2 separate regions of the Macaca mulatta genome follow, and region 1 is linked to region 2. Evidence: chromatin contacts called from public Hi-C data. All regions are on one chromosome and are shown on one strand. The core of a region is the stretch at or near the end of the contact, and the rest is flanking DNA. Distances in the headings are between cores, read along the strand shown.

Region 1 (3,569 bases), core at 788-3,287, 100 kb after region 2:
GCTGGGATTAAAGGTGTCCACCACCACACCCAGCTAATTTTTGTATTTTCAGTAGAGACGGGATTTCACCATGTTGGCCAGGCTGGTCTCAAACTCCTGACCTCAGGTGATCCATCTGCCTTGGTCTTTCAAAGTGCTGGGATTACAGGTGTGAGCCACCATGCCCTGCCATCATACACTGGCCTTCTTTGACCACCCTAAATTGCATTATTCTCCATATATAGATATGTAGTGGGAGCTCATCCTGGAGCAGTAGAAGGCCGTGTTCCCCAGAAGCATGGTCCAAAGCATGGCCCATATACATATATAATATGTATGGAGAATATATATATGTATAGATAGAGACGGGGTCTATGTTGCTCAGGCTGGTCTCAAACTCCTGGGCTCAAGCGAGCCTCCCACCTCAGCCTCCCAAAGTGCTAGGGTTACAGGTGTGTGCCACTGAGCACCCAGCCTCTATTACATATTTTACTTATTTCCTGTGTTATTATTTTTCTACCCCCCTGCATTACAGAATTTCCATGAAGGTAACATTTTTTTTTTGTTTTAGTACCCTGGCCCCTAGGACAGTGCCTAGCACATATTAGGCACTCAATATTTATCAAATGAGTGAACTGTATGCTTTTCTCAGAGCTCTTTAAAACAGACATGGGGCCGGGCGCGGTGGCTCATGCCTGGAATCCCAACACTTTGGGAGGCCAAGGCAGGTAGATCACTTGAGGTCAGGAATTCGAGACCAGCCTGACCAACAAGGTGAAATCCCGTCTCTACTAAAAATATTCTTTAAAATGAGCCGGGCGTGGTGGTGGGCACCTGTAATCCCAGCTATTTGGGAGGCTGAGGCAGGGGAATCGCTTGAACCCGGGAGGCGGAGATTGCAGTGAGCTGAGATTGCGCCACTGCACTCCTGCCTGGGCAACAAGAGCGAACCTCCGTCTCAAATAAAATAAAATAAAATAAAACAGACATGGGCCGGACTCCGTGGCTCATGCCTATAATCCCAGAGTTTTGGGAGGCTGAGGTGGGAGGATCACTTGAGCCTAGAAATTGGAGGCTGCAGTAAGCCTTGACTGCGCCACTGCACTCCAGCCAGGGCAACAGAGCAAGACCCTATCTCAAAAATGTGAGATTTGATTATTAAGTTATATGTGCACGTAAGCATCTTATCTCCCCTGCCATTCCCCCGCGGGGCCTGGCACAGAGCAGAGGGAACGGGTGTGGGCGCCTAAATGGACTCAGAAGGCGCACAGCGCGCACGGGGCACTCGGGCTCACATACACACATCCTCAGCCACAGGGTCATCCAAGGGCCGCGTAGCACCAAAGAGACAGACTGTTGGATCCACGCTCGAAAGGATCCGCAGAGTCCACATCCGCCACCCGCCACCCCGCACGCCCCCAAGATTCGCAGCTGGAGGGCGGGGCCGGGGCCTGGAACCCTTGGGCCCGGGGGAGATGAGAGCCGGGAAGGCAGCGGCCCCACGCTTGCGCCAGGCCGCCGGTGGTGGCGTCCGAGTCATCTCCGGGACCCACCGCCCCTGACACTCAGGCCACCCGCCGCTGCGCCTGCAGGCCCGCTTCTGCGGCCCTCGGAGCTGGCCCCAGCCCCAGGCCAGGGGTGCTGCGCCTCCCGGCCCCCTGGGCGATTGGTGGGGCCGGCGTGGTGACGCCAGGGGCAGTTGGGACGCGCCGGCCGCCGCGTTCCGCTCCCGACAGGGGGCGCCCGGCACCGCCCGCCCGGCGGGGCCCCGCTACCCCCGCGGCTCCGGCGTCTGGAGGATACAGCATGAGCAGTCGCAGCTCCCGCTCTTTCTGCTTCATCTTCTTCAGAATGGTCAGGAGCCCCATGGTCCCCGGAGCCCCTCCCGGCCGCCGTTTCTTCCCAGTCCCGGGACCCCGCTCCCGGTTCCTATTGGCTATCACGCTCGCCGACGGCATAGCCAATTGGCTGGACGCTCGTTTGGTCCCGCCCCCGCCGCACGTGATCGCGAGGTCGCCCGCGCAGCTGCTGCGAGAGTGCCCCTAGCGGCGCAGGAGCCTTTTGTGCTGCCGCCCGCCCTGAGGCTGCGCCTCCCGAAGGCTGAGGCTGGGGGAGCAAGGGCGACACCCCTATCCTTTCCCCCGCCAGACCGGGGCTCTGGGCCGGAGCGGAAACCTTGAAGTTCCTGAGTTGCATCTTGGCTGCGTCTGACCTCAGAGTCAGAACCCAGGGTCTCCAGGTACGGACGAACTTATCTTGGGGCCAGTGTAGGCCCCTGTTCCCAGCAACACGGTCCAAATCCTGCTCCTCTGGGCCCTCGGCATCGTCCTTAATCTGCCAGTGACAGAGCAGAAAGTTGGGCCTCCCCCTACCCTGCTCCTGTGGCTCTCAGTTCAGGGCGGCGGTGCCCCCTGGAGGCCGTTCGGAAACGTGCGGGGCGTCCCTGGGTTCCAATGACGGAATTGTAGTCCGGTCCCAAAGGCTCCCCCACCCAGAGGCCCAGCGTTTCCCTGTTGAGAAGCACAATTCCTACTTTTGCGGATGGAAAAACCCAGATGGTGCTTAGCACAGTGGCTGGCATGTAGTAGGTGCTCGATAAATAGTTGTTGTTGAATGAATGGCTTTGTCCAAGAGTTTCATTCTTTACCTTAGCGCTTAAGAAGTCCAGAGGAGGCCGGGCGCGGTGGCTCACGCCTGTAATCCCAGCACTTTGGGAGGCCGAGGCGGGCGGATCACAAGGTCAGGAGATCGAGACCACGGTGAAACCCCGTCTCTACTAAAAATACAAAAAATTAGCCGGGCGCGGTTGTGGGCGCCTGTAGTCCCAGCTCCTCGGGAGGCTGAGGCAGGAGAATGGTGGGAACCCGGGAGGCGGAGCTTGCAGTGAGCTGAGATCTGGACACTGCACTCCAGCCTGGGCGACAGAGCGAGACTCCGTCTCAAAAAAAAAAAAAAGAAGTCCAGAGGAAGTGAGGAAATAGGTCAAGCATCAAGCCTATTGTAAACTCAGGAGAGAGCCTTATTGTCTTAATTTGGTGCCCCAGCCGGCTGCAGGCTAAATGTGAATAGGCAGCGCAGAAGATCCTCTCTCATGCTTGGGAAAGAGCTGTCAGCACCAGCTGAAGACAATGGCTAACTCCTGTGTAACTGTTTGCAATGCGCTCCACGTGTTCAGCTTCATCCTCCCTGCAACCCTGAGAGGTTTCTATTCTTTTCGTAGCTATGATAATGGAATCCCAAGTGTTTAAGGAGCATGGGTGAGATTCAAACTCAGGTCTGGTCAATGGTAAAGCACAATGTCTTCATGCCTCCATGAAGTTTGCCTAGACAGCGGTCTGGAAGAAGCTGGAGCTTCCCATCTTGCAGAAAGGGGCTTGTGGTCAGAGGAGGGCTGAACAGATAGGCTGCCTGAGTGGGACCCTTGGGTCAGCACCATTTACCCTCCATCAGACACACACAAAGGAAGAAACTGAGCATAGCGCCTACCCAGAGACTTTGAAACCCAACTAAGATCAAAATGGGAAATGCTAGCTGAGCGTGGTGGGTCACACCTGTAATCCCAGCAGTTTGGGAGGCTGAGGCGGGTGGAT
Region 2 (3,364 bases), core at 636-3,135:
CACCCCTAGAACCCCTCTCACCTGAGATCCCCCCAGGTGCCAGGGCCGAAACTGGGGCTACCTGCGCCTTCATGTAGAGAAAGAGGCTGAAGATGAAAGCGGTGAGGGTGGCGACAAACGCCAAAGGCAGGAGCATTTCCGGGAGCGCCCCCAGAGGCAGCCCCGCTGACACCCCCAGCCCCACCAACAGGGCTGTCAGCACCAGGGCCTGGAAGCCTAAACCACAGCACACAGTGAGCCCTGGGGCTGCACGCCTCCACATCCCCACCCTGCGAACACACACAGAGCCCAAAACTCAGGGGGGCCGCAGACCCTGCCCCAAGCATTAGGCTGCCACCCTGGCCTTCAGAGGATCACCCCAGCCACTGCTGTGGTGCACAGTGTAGCAGTAAATGGGGTAAGGGTGTGGGGACGAGGGGCTTAGGGCGAGCCCCCGGCGTCTGTCCTAGGGCTCGCAAAGAGGCATACAAAGGAGCCTGGGGTGGGGGCCAATCTCCGTGGACCTCCCCGCTAGGGCTGGAGCTCCACCCCCGGCCGCTTAACTCCAGCGCGAGGGCCCGTCCCCCAGGCACCGTTAATCGGATAGCGCAGGCGACTCTTGTCCTTCAATTCCTGCCCCTCAGCCACCTGCGGGTCCAAGGGGGCTCTGATAAGGCCCGGGGCGTCCTCTCCCTCGCCGAGCCCCTCCGACTCCCTCCCCCGAGCGTGCGCGAGCGGCGCCCGCACCTTGCGCGCCGGCAGTAGGTAGAGCGCCGCCTGCAGGCCGAGCCAGGCGAGCCACAGCAGCAGCGCCCGTGGGCTCCACAGCGCCTCCAGCCCAGGCAGGGACGCGGGTGGACCCAGCAGGCGCGCGGGGCCCGAACGGGCCGCCAGGAGCAGGTGGAACATGGTGGCGGGCAGCAGCAGCAGCAGAGCCGCGGCGCCTGCGGGATGGGCCATCACATCGGGCGTCCGCCCCCAGCGCCCCAGCTCCCGCCCCGTCCCCCACGGGCGCTCTGACGTCTCTGCGGGACCCTTTCGGCATTCCCAGAGTGTGCCTCTGCACCCCTCCTCAGCCCTCAGGCACCCCGCTGCCTCCCAGTTCCCTTCCCAGGCGTCCATCTTGGTCCCCCGCTCCCCCCTCGAAGACCCTCCTCCTGCTCCCAGTCGACACCATAAATCCCCGTTCTGCAGCCCCCAGAACTGACCCCTGCTCAGCTCTCCCTCTCCAGACACCTTCGCTGCAAACCCCCGGGTCCCTCTGCCTCGGACACCCGCAAAACCTTCCATCCTCAGATCCTGTCTCCGCTCTTAGTTCACCCCCTCCAGCTCTCCTTCGCTCAGCCTTTGCCCCAGGTCCCTTCTCGCTGCCCCATTACCCAGGGGCCCTCCGAATTCCAGCGGGGCCCGGGGGCCCTCAGGAGGGGCCATGGTCTCCGCTCCGCCGGAGAGAGGGCGCTCACAATAGTCGGTCAAGGAAACACAGTCCGCCCCATTTCCCAGGAGATGGACTTGTCCGCGCGGAGGATCCGGCCCCGCGGCGCCTGCACCTGCCTGGACACCGAGTGCAGACAAGGACCGCTCTTGTCCCAGGGTTTTTAAATGGACCCGCCCCCTGCCCATCCTGGGCCCAGCACACCAGCCAATCGGCACTCAGGGGCGGACCCGACGCGGGCGCCTCAGAAGCCTCAGCTTCAAAACCCCGCCCTCGGAAAGGCCCGCCCAGCAAGCGAGAGGAGGAGGCCACATATGTTTATTAGGTAGGTCCTGACACCTGCCTGCGGGGACCACCGGGTGGAGACCAGAGCCTGGGTGCCATGGGGCGCCGGGACAGGCCTGTGCATGGCAGCGGCTGCGCCTAGCCGCGCTCGCAGATGACCTCGACCACACTGGGCTCCATGGGCACAGGGTCTGGGCAGCGCAGGGCAGCCGAGGCCACCACTTCGTCTAGCAGCAAGTGCACCAGTTCTTCGTCGGCCACAAAACGCCACAGGTACAGCTGCAGAAAGTGGCAGTCCACTTGCACCTGCTGCAGCCCGAAGCGCCCAAAGGTGCGCAGCCGCACACACTCCAGCAGCGTCTTCAGGCTGATCTTGATGATGCCAGTCAGCACCGACACCTGCAGACAGGTACACAGGGATGCAGCTTGGGGACAGCAGGTGTTGGGGGGGTCACCCAAGTTCCAAGCAGGGGCCAGGGAGACATACGATGGAAGTAGCTGGGATGAGGCAGAAAGTCTCCAGGGCCAGATAAGAGCGGAGGGATACAATATTAGCGCCGTCATCTGGAGGGCAGGGGACAGGTAGGGCCCAGCAATCAGAGGCATCCCTGAGCTTGGGGTGAGGTGGGGCAGGAACCATGGGTGAACAGAAAACCCTGGGAAGGCCCCAAGACTACTGTGGGGATAAGGACAAGGGCAGAGTCATCCCAGGTCAGCACCCAGAGACTCAGGCTGGGCACACACGAAGGTTGGGACAATGGCTGTGGGATTTGGGGGCAGGGCACTCTGTACTACCTAAGAACAGCCCTAGAGACAGAGACTGGAGGGTCAGGGTCACCCCCAGTTGGTCACAGAGTCCTGGAGCTCCTTGGGCAGGTGTGGGGCTGCTCCAGCCAACCCTCCCCGGGCTCCCTGGAAGTCTGAGTCACGCTGGAAGTCGGACCTTGTTGAACTCCACAGGGCTGAACACATCAATACGTTCAGAGAATAGCTTCTGGATATTGCTCAAGAGGTTGGTGTCCATCGGGGCACTGGATTGGGGGAGACAAGGAATCAGAGCCCGCTCTGCACCTTCGCCCTCTTTTGTCCCTTTCCCCTGGGGCTCCCCTGGCCAGCCAGACCTGGGGGTATAGCTGGGGGCGTAGCGGCCCTGCTGCCGAGAGCTGCTGTACACGGAGAAGGTCCTCTTGCTGGAGTCGCTGCTCTGGGCCTTGCGAACACCCTCTTCGTACAGAAGCCCCACCTGGTGGTAAAAAGGGGTACTGCAAGGAGGCCAGAGCCAGGGGAAACCGCCCATCGGTGCTGAGGATGCCCTAAGTCAGCTACTCAAGCATTACAAGAATAACAGGGTAGTCACCACCAGGCCTGCTATTTAGTAGGTACGTGGTCGCTATTTATAGAACCAGTGGAGTGGGGCAAAGGCAGGACACAAGAGTTGGTCTGAGGTCTAATCTTCAGCCTCAGCATGGGCACCAGCACCAACCCTGCCCTGACTTCCTGGGTAACCCTGAGCCTCTGCTTCTCCACAGGTAAAATAGGGGCGAAGATGTCATAATCCTGGGCTGAGGAGGAACAAGACCGTGGACATAGGCACTGCCCAGCCCCTTTCGTCTTCATCCTTGGAGACTTGTTCCCCTGGGGTTCCCTCACGGACGCCCTGGCTAC

The links. A called contact is a pair of places that touch in the nucleus more often than the background predicts.
Region 1: a Hi-C map of fetal cortex germinal zone shows a contact between it and region 2, with 2.6 times the contacts expected there. The contact joins the promoter of BATF2 here to the promoter of TM7SF2 in region 2. A contact is called at or near these places in 3 of 14 Hi-C or Micro-C datasets (CD4 T cells, fetal cortex germinal zone and liver).

Annotation. Positions count from the first base shown.
Region 1 is chr14:9,369,799-9,373,367 of T2T-MMU8v2.0, forward strand. BATF2 (basic leucine zipper ATF-like transcription factor 2) reads left to right here and starts at 2,038. Exons shown (of 5, transcript XM_077962418.1): 1 at 2,038-2,218. ARL2 (ADP ribosylation factor like GTPase 2) reads right to left here and starts at 1,886. Exons shown (of 6, transcript XR_013403566.1): 1 at 1,783-1,886.
Region 2 is chr14:9,266,006-9,269,369 of T2T-MMU8v2.0, forward strand. TM7SF2 (transmembrane 7 superfamily member 2) reads right to left here and starts at 1,886. Exons shown (of 11, transcript XM_015113808.3): 1 at 1,754-1,886; 2 at 1,359-1,529; 3 at 727-923; 4 at 573-627; 5 at 22-216. The coding sequence starts at 1,823. It overlaps VPS51 (VPS51 subunit of GARP complex), which reads right to left. Exons shown (of 10, transcript XM_077962308.1): 8 at 2,821-2,942; 9 at 2,643-2,730; 10 at 1,716-2,098. The coding sequence ends at 1,838. LOC144334123 (a long non-coding RNA gene) reads left to right here and starts at 3,229. Exons shown (of 2, transcript XR_013403575.1): 1 at 3,229-3,364.